Regions from separate parts of the Mus musculus genome. Here region 1 is linked to region 2. The links are chromatin contacts, called in public Hi-C maps. All regions are on one chromosome and are shown on one strand. Each heading gives the region's core, a stretch centred on a gene start, on an enhancer-like site or on the middle of the called end of the contact. The rest is flanking DNA. Distances are from core to core; before and after follow the strand shown. Region 1 holds the start of Cog5 (component of oligomeric golgi complex 5). Region 2 overlaps Slc26a4 (solute carrier family 26, member 4).

What was found. Hi-C and Micro-C count contacts between places; a contact is called where the count stands out from the background.
Region 1: a contact with region 2 is called in a Hi-C map of uterus. The contact joins the promoter of Cog5 here to the enhancer-like site in region 2. A contact is called at or near these places in 2 of 39 promoter capture datasets (frontonasal cranial neural crest and stem cell-derived epiblast-like cells), 1 of 15 datasets of contacts at CTCF or cohesin (the NIH/3T3 cell line), 2 of 484 Hi-C or Micro-C datasets (the N1E-115 cell line and uterus), 5 of 115 datasets of contacts at active chromatin or transcription factors (bone marrow-derived macrophages, embryonic limb bud, embryonic stem cells and 2 more) and 3 of 9 other capture datasets (adipose tissue, liver and pancreatic islet).

The regions. Positions count from the first base shown.
Region 1 is chr12:31,651,414-31,658,572 of GRCm38.p6, reverse strand. It overlaps Cog5 (component of oligomeric golgi complex 5), which reads right to left and starts at 3,704. Exons shown (of 23, transcript NM_001163126.1): 1 at 3,590-3,704. The coding sequence starts at 3,683. Dus4l (dihydrouridine synthase 4-like (S. cerevisiae)) reads left to right here and starts at 3,747. Exons shown (of 7, transcript NM_028002.2): 1 at 3,747-3,883; 2 at 6,132-6,282. The coding sequence starts at 6,167.
Region 2 is chr12:31,531,845-31,538,503 of GRCm38.p6, reverse strand. Slc26a4 (solute carrier family 26, member 4) reads left to right here. Exons shown (of 21, transcript NM_011867.4): 11 at 2,591-2,668; 12 at 2,798-2,893; 13 at 3,148-3,254; 14 at 5,290-5,359. Among named protein-coding and RNA genes, the nearest start is that of Slc26a4, 25 kb to the left of the region's middle. Within about 2 kb of position 3,878, at least 20 of the 459 cell types and tissues checked have an H3K27ac peak or open chromatin away from gene starts, as enhancers often do. A contact at or near this core is called in the N1E-115 cell line, forebrain and uterus, where this site is marked.

The DNA of each region.
Region 1 (7,159 bases), core at 2,455-4,954, 120 kb before region 2:
TTCAGTTTTGCATGAAGCTAGATGCCTGAGGCATTAAGTATACAGAGATGAGAAACAAGCCCATGCCTCCAAGAGTCTGACAACTGCACAAAGGGTCAGCACTCAATTAACAAACTACCAACCATAAGAAGCAACACAATCAGAAAAAAGACTCAAGAACAGGAAGAAATTTACATTGTTTAATGTTTTCATAGAATATGTACTACTTGTTCATATGTTGTTCACCAACACAGAAATTCCAGTGCATGGTTAAAATATAGTTCCATAATTCAGAAGAGAAGGATGAATTTGTCTTAGTTTGCTTTTCTGTTGTGATTTAAAAAAAAAAAAAAAAAAAAAAAAAAACAGTGATCTTTGTAGAAGAAAACGCTTATTTTAGCCTACAGGTTACAGTCTATCTATCATTAGGAAAGCAAAGGTACCATGAGAGCTAAAGTTATGGTTTAAATTTTAATTAGTGTGCCTAAGAGAGCCATAAAACAGTCTCAGTTTGAGCTCCTGAAAGGGCCATGTCTAGGTTTGTGGCTATGCAGCAGCAGGGGTCTCTGTCAATGTCCATGGCTCATGTTACCACCAAAGGCCAGGTGGATGTCCCTGGTCTGGGCTGCTGCCTAGGACTACGATGATGTCCAAGGGCTGGCTGAGCAGAGCTGGCCCAGACTCTCACTGGCTGCAGCACTCTGGAGAGTGGACCCCACACCTCACCTGGGCAGCACAACAGAGCTGGCTGTAATGAGCAGTAAGAGCAGAAGAGCTGGCCCCACTTCTTGGCAGCTACAGCACTGGGTGAGCTAACCCGGGCAATGCTAGAGAGCTGGCCCTGCTGGTATGGGTGTTGAAGAACTAGCAGGCTGATCAACTCAACTATCACCCAGGCCCAGATCCAGGACTTTGAGTTGGCCCATACCAACATCTATGAACTGCTGAAGCTTAAGAAGGGGCCAGCCCTACAGATTCAAAACTGCAGGATCTCCATGACACAGGGCAACAGGATATTCAAGAGGCATCCTAGTTAGGATCCAGAATAGATAGTGTAGCAGAAGCCAGAAGCCTCGAACCAGACCAGTGCCTGGTTGCAATGAACATCTGCCAAGTAAAGAAGTGGACAAAGGGGTATGTTGTGATGTTGTGGATACGCCACAGCTTCCACAGCAAGATTTTTTTTTTTTCCTTAGAGAGGAGACTATAAGGGTGAAAGGCAGATACAAAGAAACATGGAAATGATTGGGATTGGGGTACATGATGTGAAATTCAGAAAGAATAAAAAAAGTTATAAGAAAAAAATAAAGAAAATGTCCCATGTGTAGATAGGCCAGTAAGATGGAAGCGATTCCTCATGAGGTTCTCACATCCCAGCTTACTCTACTGTGTGTCAATGACCAACACAGTGATTATATGACTTAGAAAGTGGACAACATAGGTCTGAGAACCCAGGAAGACACCAGAACCTGGGGAGTTGGGTAAAGAAACTCCTGAAGAATGCTTAGAGAAAAAGAAACTGGAAAGAATGACTAAATCAAAAGAGCTAACTGTGTAAAGGAAATGGTGAGTACAATCTCCCATAGACGCGACAGTAAAAGATGAACACAGCTAGCAGATTATTCAGTGGTTGATATTCCAGAATAAATCACATAAGTTATCTCTTTTGTGGTATTCTTATCAGTGAAAAATCAGAAGCTGCTCACAAATTTTCCAACTCTGCACCTGTTCACTGAGCCTATCAACCCTATCTTTAGGCAAATTCTAAAGACAGTGAATTGGTTACTGAACAAAATGATCAAATTTTCAGGTACATTTGGGGAAACTGGAAAGGAATTTAGGAAATTAAATAAATACATATATACATACATACATACATACATACATACATACATACATATATACAAGGGCAGTGGTGGCACAGGTCCTGAATCCCAGCACTTGGAAGGCAGAGGCAGGTGAATCTCTGAGTTCTAGACCAGCCTAGTCTACGAATTAAATTCCAGGACAGCCAGAGCTACAACAGAGAAACCCTGTCTTGAAAAATAAACAAATAGTGTGGGATCCTTATATCATATAACAAATTACTTCAAGGAAAGAGCCAAGCTTTTACAAGTTTAAATAGGATAAGAAGCAGAAGTGCCCATCTGACTTACTTCCAAGGAACCAATGAGGACCTCTGCAAAGTGATTTTAACATTATAGAATGGGAGTGTTTGGATTCTAGACAGGAATAAACTCCACAGCACAAAGGAAGGGAATGTCCTTAAAACAAAGGGCTTTATTTAATTGCTGAGACTTTACTTAATTGTATTTGAAACCACAGAAGGAAAAAAGCAAGCATAGTTTTAAGTTCAGTTTAAGCTCAAAGGCTGGACAGCTATTAAACACACACACACACACACACTCGTTTCAGGATTTTGAAACTTGGTTAAATTTAAATTTCAATTAAGACACAAAGATGAGGTGCATCAGGCAGAAACTCTAAGAATATACCACAACCTAACTCTGAAAAACATCACTAGTCTTGACAAGATATAAAATATCTATTAAAAAGATATAAAATATTCAACAATCAGGGAAAACACCATAATTTAAATTTCAGTTTGATCCTTTAAGCCACTCTTATGTGGAAAATTAAAAAAAAAAATCTGTTCCTACTGTATGCAGAATACTGCTTTTAACTCTGTGGAATATAAAAAGAGGTTCCTATGCTTGGCTTGGTAGCCTTTGATCCCAGCAGGTGGTAGACAGAAGCAGGTGTATCTCTGTGAGTTCAAGGCTAGACTGACTGATCTACAGGGAGTTCCAAAACAGTCAGGGTTTCATAGAGTAACCCTGTCTCAAAAACAAGGGGGAAGGGGATTGGGGAGGAGGAGGCGCAAGGGCCTCGGAAGCAATTAAGGTGATAAATGCAAACGCTTTTAATAGATGAAAGAACTTAGTGTCAACTAGAGAAAAGATGGGATGATTAAGGCCTAATACCTTTAGCAAACTGAATTTTGTTCTGTCTCTCAGATTGAGCATTAATACAACCGAACTTGACTTTCAAGCGTACTATACTATAGAAAGGTATATAGTTAATTTACTTGGGATAATTTCTCTTCAAACTACCAGTAATCCTGACTTCAGTACTCGACATGTATGGATAACAGAGGCACCTGCATAGCCCAAGAACTGAACACGGAAATTTCCAACTCCACATTTTGCATCCTCCATCCCTTTCCTTAAGCAGCGAGCGGTCTGTCACCTAGGGTGAGTTCACACTTCTGGGCACGGACAGTGCAATCCTTGGTCAGGAACTGAGCAGCAGTAGCGGCTATCAGCCCCGACCACGTCGTGCAGGAACTACAGCGATGTCCCGGGCGCATCATGATCCAGTGCAAACCCCAGCAACTAGACACCAGGTGTTTTCCCCAAGACACCCACGGGAAGAGAGGAACACGTTCCCCGTGAAACTGGGGGACCAGGACAATCCCGGACGCCAGGGGGCCGGGCGGAGGGGAGTGGCCAAGTCCAGACAGGAAAACTTTGTGCAAAGTGACCGGTAGGATTCTCGGACTCTGCGCAAGGCAGGGCGACCCAGGCCGGGCCACCGTCCGACGCCTTACCGTCCTGCAGGATCGCCTGCACGGTCGCCGCCACTACTGCGGAACCCGAAGCCCCACGGCCTGCTACGGAAATTGTGCTGTCTCCACCTTCCATGTTGGCAAGTGCCGGGTTGATGACGTCTTGCAATCGCCCCGCCCTCCAAGTGACGCAGAATCAAGGCGCCGCCCCACCTGCCCGGCCCGGGTTGCGTTTGGGAACCTAAGTACTACAATCCTACGTGCAAGGAAAGACAGGTCGCCGCCGGGGCCTTCTCCCATTCCGCTCCGGACGCAGCCACCGCGCCGATCTCCAACGCAAGTATTGGGCCTGAGAACTCCGGCGTGGGGAAGAGGCTCTTGGGAGCGTCACGGCCCTCCTCGCCCAACACGTGGGAGCTTAGGGCTGCTCAGCCTTACCTAGTCCCCGCCTGGAGTGGCAAGCCCGGGTAGCAGGCAGTATATGCTGGGGAAGAATAGTTGTTAAGCTCTGCCCTTAAAAATAAAAACGTTTAAATATTCGTAACTATTTATTGAGTTGGTCTGGAGCTACTCTGCATTTTGCATTCCCTTAACATCGCCTCAGAAGATTTTTCCCTCCTGTGTTTGACCTCAGTCACGATGCGGTAGCGAGAGGCAGCGCGCCTAGAGTTGCATTAGATTTCAGTATGCATAGTTTACGAAACTACTTTGTTTGTAATAATCATACACGACGAATAGCATTATCTGAATTACAGGATGATTTTCTTTCCTTAGCTTTCTTGTTTTTCACAAAAAAAAGATTGACTTTAGTCTACATATTAATATGCAATAAAGTTTTTAACGCCCACTATACATACCAGCACAAGTTTTCAAAAAAAAAAAAATTCACTTATATTTTAAAAGGAATTCTAGGTGTAGAAGCACATATTACCAAAATATTATGTCCGGTGCTGCATGCTTTGGAGAACTTTAAAACAAAATATTGATACCTTCATCCCATAAGTTCAGAGAGCTGTTTTTGGTCTTGGATGTGACTTAAGCATTTTTATTCCTAAAAGTTTCTGCATCCTAATTTACTATCAAGATTGAAAGCTATAGCTTATTCAAGAAATTCATACTGAAGCAGACTTTGCCATTTAGTCTGGCCACAAGAATGAGTAAGAGCAAAATCATGCTTTAGAAAGTCAGTCATGACGCCATTGCCGATCACCACCTCCTAGTGTGTACCAGTTCTGTAATGTGTAAGATTCTTCCCTCCTTTGCAAATAGTCTCTTAGTGGTTTACTCCGTGTTTATTCCTCATATCGACATAGCCCATCTCTGACTTAGCTTAATTACGCTCCCATTTTCCTCTGAACAGTGTTGACACTTCCAAAGATTTCTTGCAAGCCATGACATCCTTCAGTATATTGGCCTTGTGTTCATTTAGCCTACTGCCAAACATTAAAGACTGAATTTTGAACAACTAGCCTTTTATAGAGTTAGCTTTTATCTGGCAATAGATTACAAAGGCCAAAATGGAATATAAAAACAAAAACTATGAAGTCAAAAGCTTTAAGTACAACATGAAAAATATTAAACAATTTTATCACTTGTACTTTGGGCATAAAAGTTATTTACGGTGCACTTACTTGGTAATAACTGAATATCTTCACTGGTAATAAATTTAGATTATTTAAAATAATAAAGTTGTTTCTGCCTTCTGATTCACAAAAAAACTAGAATAAAAGTATCAGAGTTTCTTTTTTAAGTTGTATGTGTATGTATGTAGATGAATATATGTGTGTGCTACAAGTCCCCTCAGAGGCCAGAGGTGTAGGACCCCCTGAAACTGAGCATAGAAGTACCATGATCCTCCCAATGTGGGTGCTAGAAACTGAACTCAGATCCTCTGCAAGAATAGTCCATACTCCTAACCACTGAGCAATCTCTCTAGCCCCAAAATACCAGGATTTGTTTTGAAATACGAGTTTCTATTACTGCCACCTAACTTTCCTTTTTTTCGGTTTGTCTATCATACAAAGTATTTTATGGGAAGCAATTAAAGCCAGATCCCTTGGTTTAATCATGAAAGTAAAATGCATGAAATTAAAAACGAATCTGAAGTTGGGTATGGAGGCACACCAGGGTAATCCCAGCACCGGCAAGGTTAGGTTAGCAACTATGTAAGCTAGCCTGGTATATAGCAAGATCCTGTCTCAAAAAATAAGCAAAAAAGTAACAATCAAATCATCACATGACACACACAGGGAAAACCTAGTGGTTTCCCATATCGTCTTTGAAAACTACTCTGTGCAGTTTTTCACATTTATTGATCCTGTAAGTAGAGGCAGAATTTGGGAAGATATTCTTTTATTGATAAGGGGGAAAGAAACTCAAATTATTTCTGAGTACACAAGCTCATGAAAGATGAAATTACAAGAATAATAGTTTTGGGTTTGTTTGGTTTTTTTTTTTTTTTTTCCAATACTGAAATTTAAACCCAGGGTCTGCCACATGCAGCAAGTATCCTCCCATACAACAGCTATGTGACCAGCCCAGTGATGGGGATTCCAAATACTGAAATGCATAATTCTCTTTGCAGACTGTCTTTTTCAGACTTGAAACTAACCTGTACACATGAGAAGTGACTCCTTACCAACCACAATATGTCAAGAAAGAAAAAAAGACCCGATAGAAATGTTTCATTCTGGACAGCTGGTAAAAGTCTGTGCCCCGATGGTTCGATATTCAAAGTAAGTATTGTTAAATTATTAATAAGCCAATATTTAGCTTCCCTTAGATGTACCCAGTTTTGTACATTTTTCACCACACATAGTATGGTGACTCACCTGCAAAGGCTTTTCAAACCCCTAGCTTTGGAATCGTGATTTAGAATGGGATCCCAGTGCTGTCACTCTGCTGGTATATTTGTGACCTTAAGTAGATCATTTCTCCATGCTTTTTTTTTCTCCCAGAGAGTCTTATGTATCTCAGGCTACCTAAAACCTGCTGTGTGGCTGAAGGCCTAATCCTCTCCCTCCATATCCCAAGTGCTGGCATTAAAGGCATATGTCATCATGACTAGCTCAGTTAATGCTGGGATCAAACCCAGAGCCTCATGGGTGTTAGCCAAGCACTGTACCAAGTGAGCTACATCCCTAGCCCAACACCTACAAAAATGGTAATGTATTAGCATACATTAGGTATTAAATAGATATAAATGTGCACGCACGGTTTTTTTTTTTTTGGGAATATGTATCTTGGGCTACATATTGAGACTTTATCTCCAAAAGAGACAAAACCAATAAATAAACTTATTTCCCTTATTTTTAACTGTCAAGGTTTATGTATCTATGCAGCATTGAGTGTCTGATTTTTTAAAGCTGAAGCTCTGAACCCCTTAAGCAGTAATTCTTCATTCCTCACACTTCCAACCCCTAGGAACTATTACTTTGCTTCTTTCCCTAGGAATTTGACTATTCTAGATGCCTCATGTGGTTGAGCCTTGTCTTTTTGAGAATAACTAGTTTCCCTTAGCATTTTGAAAATTGTTTCAAGGTCCATTCACATAGTGCCATATGCCAGCCTTTCCTTCCTTGTGTAAAAGTGAATAGGTAGTCTACTAGGTAT
Region 2 (6,659 bases), core at 2,629-5,128:
ATCCCCTGGGACTGGAGTTACAGATGTGGAGTTACAGAGCCACCAAGTGGGTGCTGGGAATCGAGCCTAGGTCCTCTGGAAGAGCAGCCAGTGCTCTTAACCATTGAGCCATCTCTCCAACCCAAGTTACTATACTTCCTGTTCATATTTCTAGTTTAGAGGAAATAGGTGAAGGAACCAGTACACACCATGAAGCAAAAGCAGAGGTCTGTTGCCAAGAGGAGGTGCGGTCAGAGTTCAGCCCAGGCTAGGCCTGTTGCAGGCTCGAGCTGTCAGCATCTGGAGATCCTGCAGCTTGCATTAGTGTTGGGCACTGATGGTCTCCCCAGGATGCTTGGTCCCTTGTGGGTGCAGCTGGATCTACTGCCGGCCATTCTCCTGCTGTTACACTTCAGGCCCAAACAAGGCCTGGGCTGGCTGCCCCATAATAATGTCATGTAAAGTGACCTCCTTGGCAAAGGGCTGGGGTATCATGGTGTTCTGGTAAGTTAATATCCTCGGCCACACACTGGCCTGCATTATATTTAGCATGGAAGGAAGCCAGGAGGTCGGAATGAAGAAGGAAACAAGGCAGAACCGGCTTGATATTTAATTACTGGAAAGCATATTAAGTTCTAGGGTTAAAAGTCTAAGACCTTGCACTGAAATCCAGGGACCTGTGACCAGTCAAACTACTGAGTCCTTTTGTGTGGTTTCTCCTACTTTATGCTAGAGCCTCCACTTCAGTATGAGTGGGAATACCACTTATATCTACCTCGAGAGGGTGCTGAGAGGTCTAAACTAGACAGTGTGAAGTCCTAGCATGCACTGGTGACTAAATGCTGATTATCTACACCTTGAGGGAGAAATGGCCTCTTAGCATCTGTGACACACACGCTGGGTCTGGCACCTAAGGAGTATCAGACATGCAGTTGTTGAAGAACAAACAGAAGAACGAGAGCTGGTGGACTTTAACTCTTTTCTATACTGGGACTGTAGAGAGCCAAACCTCCCTCCCTGTTCTTTCTCTCACTGCTACACTGACTTCTGCTGGCTCAGAAAAAAAAAGTGATTCTTAATACAAATTACTTTATAGCTCTAATTACCTTCTCACTTAACAGTAATTCACTTGCCAGAAACTGAGTCTTCTCAAAGATAGTTAGGTCTATGCTTTCCCACAAACCAGCTTTATACAGTAAAGTCAAGTAATTAATCCCTTAAAGGTTTTGATAGTGTGATCAAAATCAGCTTTGGAGTCTATAATTAGGGACTTCTACTATATATCCTTGGTGAGTGAATGGCCAGTCTCCTGTCCTGGGTTGTGCAGATAGTTGTCCCTGTCTCCAAATGTACCTCTTACCAACTCATAAAGTCCCTCAACCTTAGCAAGAATGCAAGTGACTCAATAAATACCGATCAAGTAACTGGAGAAGATAGAAGACATGAAGGGAGGGGGGGGGGGGGAAGAAGGGAGGAGGGGGAGGGGAAGAAGGGAGGAGAATATTATCTTTTTAGACAGAAGAGGAATCTATTCACAATGGTGCTGGAAACCTGGGCCATGGACCCAGAAGATCATAGGTAAGAAGAGGAAGTAGACAATGTAGAGTGATATTCTTAATATTTATAATATTCATAATATTGCCCAGGCCAACCCATACCTAAACATAAATAGCCAGTATGCCAAATGGAATGAATGTGTCCCCTGACGTCTGCTATGCCTGCTTCTTTTCGCTGGGTGCCGCGTGGGGCTGGGATTTTGCTCCATTCACCTCTCCTGTTCCTTCCTCTGACCTGTCTGCTTCTGCTTCCCTGTCTTTTCTCCTTTGCTGCAGAGTTTCTAGTCTTCAGATCAGCCATGCCTTATGCTGTCTCAGCAGAGATCTCATTGGCCAAACCAACTGATCAGACCAGGAATAGTCCCCACCCCCCCAGCCTCTCTCCTTACTCTCTATGGATCTTAGCAGAACTTTTCTTTGCCAGCGAAGGTAAAGTTTCTGAGCTTCCTTTACCCCATGATTGCTCCACTGCTGCTGCCAGTGTTTGGTTGGAACCTGTGCCTACAGTTGTTGGAGGAGACAGGAGCAGTGGTCTTGGTGTGCCGGTGTGATGCTGTGAATTTGTGATAAGATGGATTAATTTATTTTCCCTGAGGTGTTCATGGAAGTTATGAGCTACAGGTATGTCTGTTACTAGAGTAACCATTATGGCTGCTGTCTTCACAATGCAGAAGAGCCTAATATGTGTCATAAGGATTCATTCCCAAAAGTCTGACAGCCATCTCTGTTATTGGAGGAACTGGGAGGGTCTATGTCTCATGGCACATCAAACAACCGGCAGGATGACATAAATTGACATCAGTGGGCACTAGCCACTCAAATGAAACTCAAACTAGCTTGACTTTAACAGCTTTAGCTTTCGTATTCTCTTTAATTTCTCAACAATACTGGGCATATAGTGGATATATATTGCTCTGTATTTTTTACCATGTTGCATGGGCTCAGTAAATAATGCTCATTTTTCTAAATACTGAGCGGAAAGGGAGAGATGAGGAAGGGCTGAGTGCACTCCTGTGGTGAGCAGGGTGTGCCCACCTCATGGAAGTGTCTTTCAGGTGGCTGGCCTCATCTCAGCTGTGATTGTGATGGTTGCCATCGTTGCCTTGGGGAGGCTTCTGGAACCCTTGCAGAAGGTAAAACCCTGCTTTTCTGTACACCAATTTCTCTTCACCAGACTTTTATAAGAGTAATAGCAGGATATCGGAAATCAACACGCAGAAACCATAGCCTTGGATAACACAGCCTTCCCTGTCTCTCTACAGTCAGTCTTGGCGGCCGTTGTCATTGCCAACCTGAAAGGGATGTTTATGCAGGTGTGTGACGTTCCTCGTCTGTGGAAGCAGAATAAGACTGATGCTGTAAGTCACCTACCACACAACTCCCTTTAAATGAAGCACCGTGTCTTGATGTGCCTGTCACTCACGATGTCCATTCCCTAAATCTAGCCTGAATGTTTGTAACTCCAGAGCACACTTAGAGTAGTTTGGAGCAGGCCACGCCTGCGTCTATGTTTCTATGAGAAGGTCCTAGATCTCTGGGAAGATTCATTCTCAATCACTTGATTGTTTTCTGATGAACTAATGTGGATCTTGTTCATTTTTCCCCCCTCTAGGTTATCTGGGTGTTTACATGCATAATGTCCATCATTCTGGGGCTGGACCTCGGCTTGCTAGCTGGCCTTTTATTTGCACTACTGACTGTGGTCCTGAGAGTTCAGTTGTAAGTACTAAAAAACAAAACAACCTCCCTCCCCTGAAAAAAAAAAAAAAACCAGATACGAACTCAGGCATAGTAGAGGAGGCACAGCCTGACGTTTCCTAGCCTGTTTTCATTAAATCCGACACAACTTCTTTTTATAATATCATGTACTGACTGAGTGTATGAGTTACACACTGCCTTACACTGTTGAGTAGGTCCAATTAGTCTGACTCTGCAGGTGAGAAAGTTTAAGTTCAGAAAGCTTAGAGATCTTTCTTAATGCTGTTAATTACTAATTGGCAGAACTAAGTCTTAAATCCCAACACAGCTCACTCCCTATCTATCCCTTCCCTCACAGGCTCCGCTCTGCTCTCCATTGGTTGATTGTCTTAACATGAAAGCTAGACACACGGATCAGCCAAAGTCTGAACTTGCTTTGTTTCAATCCTGGTTAAATCAGATGAAATTAGAGGCACTGGGCAGCAGTCATAAAACTGGGAACCGGGCACAGAACAAGTTGGCTCCTCCAATGTATTCCTACGTATTTTACTCTTTAGAGCTAGTAACTCATTACATGACTGCGACCTTTACAATGGTTATTACAGTCAGGATTCATTCCAATCCGACAGACAAGGCACATAATGCCCAATTATGTGAAGTAAACAAGATTAGTTCGTATGCTCCGTGGATGCAGCAGAGCTATGAGTCATGGTGGAAATAGACTATGAAGGCAGGCGAGGCAGGCTGAAGGCGGATTATCTGGTTGGTGACAGGTTTTGTTTTGACTTTGGTTTTAGCTGTGTGTCCTCCTGGGCTTGCGGAGCACAGCCTCTGCCCCTTTTAGTTTTTTCCTTGCCTTTTCAGATGCTTGCCCTCTTCTCTGCCTGGGCAGTGATGGAAGAAGAAACCTGGGAAACATCAACATAGATATCTTCAGCTTAGCATGGGCTCACCTCTCCCTTGCCACCAACCAGCTCTCGGCCCACCCGCCCTCTGTTAGCATGCTGGTTTCTACTTGAAAGGCTGTGACTGGCTCCCTTAGCACAGGGTCCTGAAAGGGTTCATTAACTTCCAGAGGGCCCAGTTTGCTACAAGGAAACAATGAAGAAACTGTCTGTAGGGGACATTGCCTCTTGTGTTGAGTGTGCCTTTTAGGAGATTGTTTGAGAAGGAAGGTGGCTTTTCTTTTCTTTCTCTTTGAGAAAGACTAACTTATGATTTAACTTAAAAATGAGCTCAGTGTTGTGCCAAGGGAAAGCTTGGTGGTACAATTTAGTTGCTGGTTTGGTAACCGGGCGCCTAGCCAACAAAAAGCAGTACCGTTTATAGTATTTAATTTCCAGTAATTATAACATTGATCTAGAAAGCACAATGCTGAAAGGACCCCCAAACAATTAATCCTTCTCCAGGGGCTGCATTCAGCATATGCCACTAGTCACAGTTGGAGAGACAAGGACTTTATCTGATGGCACCAGGAACAGGAAACGGGTGATCTGGTCAACAGGCAAGGGTTGCTTCAGGAAGGCTGCTGCTTTTAAAAGCAGAGACTAATCTGATCATTTGCAGACACCGTATCCATTAGCAGGTTGCCATAAATCACAAGGAGTGGAAGAACCAAAGCCCCACGTGTGAAAGACATGCTATGCGTCCTTCACCCAGTGGCTCCTCTAGCTCCTCTGGACATTATTTTATGAACTAATAAAACAGGGATAATAGTGCTGGCTATTCAGAGTTACGGCCGGGCTTCCAGCTTTGCCATGTGAGAAAGCTTGACGCCTCTGCTATAAATTGTTATGAACTCCAAACTGCTCATTATGTCTCCCAGCCATCAGAAGAGACTCACAGTTAGTTCTTTCTTCAGTCCCACGCAAACACCAGCTGTTCATTTCAGAGTTAGATACAAGAAAATGTCATCGGCAATAAAGGCAGAGTCCAAAACACCAGAACGATGCTCTCTCTCATAGCAGTGATTTCTTTTTAACTTTTTAACTGTTGTAAAAAATAAAATAAAATAAATTAAAAGATAAAATTCCAGTGTTCATTTTTCTTCTTACAGCCCTTCATGGAATGGCCTTGGAAGTGTCCCCAGCACAGACATCTACAAAAGCATCACACATTATAAAAACGTAAGTGCCTTTATGAAACACTTGTCCCAGGTAGGCTCGATAGCCCAGAATTCAAGGAGCCTCAGATTTCTTTTAGCATGTTAGATACAAGCCAAGAGGACTTCTGTTGGGAAAGTCCATCAGCAGACTGTGAGTGTCTTGAGAACTTTGGATTCTTCATAAATCGATCACAGGATACTTACCCATGTTAGTTGAATATTATTTTAGTGTAAAAACTCATAATGAGGGGTTAAATATAGTAGGCAATTAGATTACTTGCAGATATTTAATAGAAATTATATTTGTCTGTAATCCATAGTCTTTATAAAATTGCCTAATGTCTCTCATGTTTTTTTAAGGACGATTTAAAAACGTATTTACTTATTTTTCATGTGTGTTGATGTTTTGCCTGTATGTATGTCTGTTTGAGTGTGCCAGATCCCAGGAACTGGAGTTACAGTTGTGGGCCACCATGTGGGTGCTGGGAATTTTACATTCAACCTGGAATTCTACTAGCTATTACTTAGTTTATTTCCATAATCTTTCTGTAATGTTGAGCCAAGTATCATCAAGAGGAAAAAGTATCATTAGCTTCCGGAGATCATAAGCTGTGTAAAATACGCCATGGTAACAGGACGGCGTGTCTATAGAAACACATATAAGAATCCTGTTGCTTTTTAGAAACCAGGCTGTACAAGAGATAGGCAACTGCACGGCAGAGCACCACTGCTCAGTTCTGCGGCTTAGCATGGACTCCAGCTTCTGAGCTCTGTGTTGGCGGGACTTGCCTTTCCGGCCCGGATGTTCTCACATGAAAGGGATAGACTAACCTGGCTGTAAATGCTTAGGACTAGATGACTCTATGGCGCTGTGCGATTCGCTCTTGGAGCAGCCACCCCAGTAGGGTACAAACAAACAAAAAACACCATACGGCAGTTTCTGAACCCCACAGATGTCTTTTGTCCATCCTCCTGCACAAAGAATTTTAGCAAAATCAAAACCATCAGTAGCGGAGGAGGCTGGGGACCAGTCATGTTGCCTTTAGAGCCGCTTTCTTCATACGGGTAGCGGGAGCCCGTTAGCTACTGTTAATTCTGGACTCTGCTTCTGTTCTGGTTCTGTGGCCTCTGATGCTGTGCATCTTCCTACTGGGTAACACCCCATAGCTCAGAGGAGCTCTGCCCAGCTCCTCTTAGTAACCATGCCACCACAATGGGCGGGACTTGAGGTGAGGATTTGAGATGTGGATTTGTTTAACCTCGATCTCCCTCTCCTCCCTCTCCTTCTATCCTCTCTCTCTTCCCTCCCTCCCTCCCTCCCT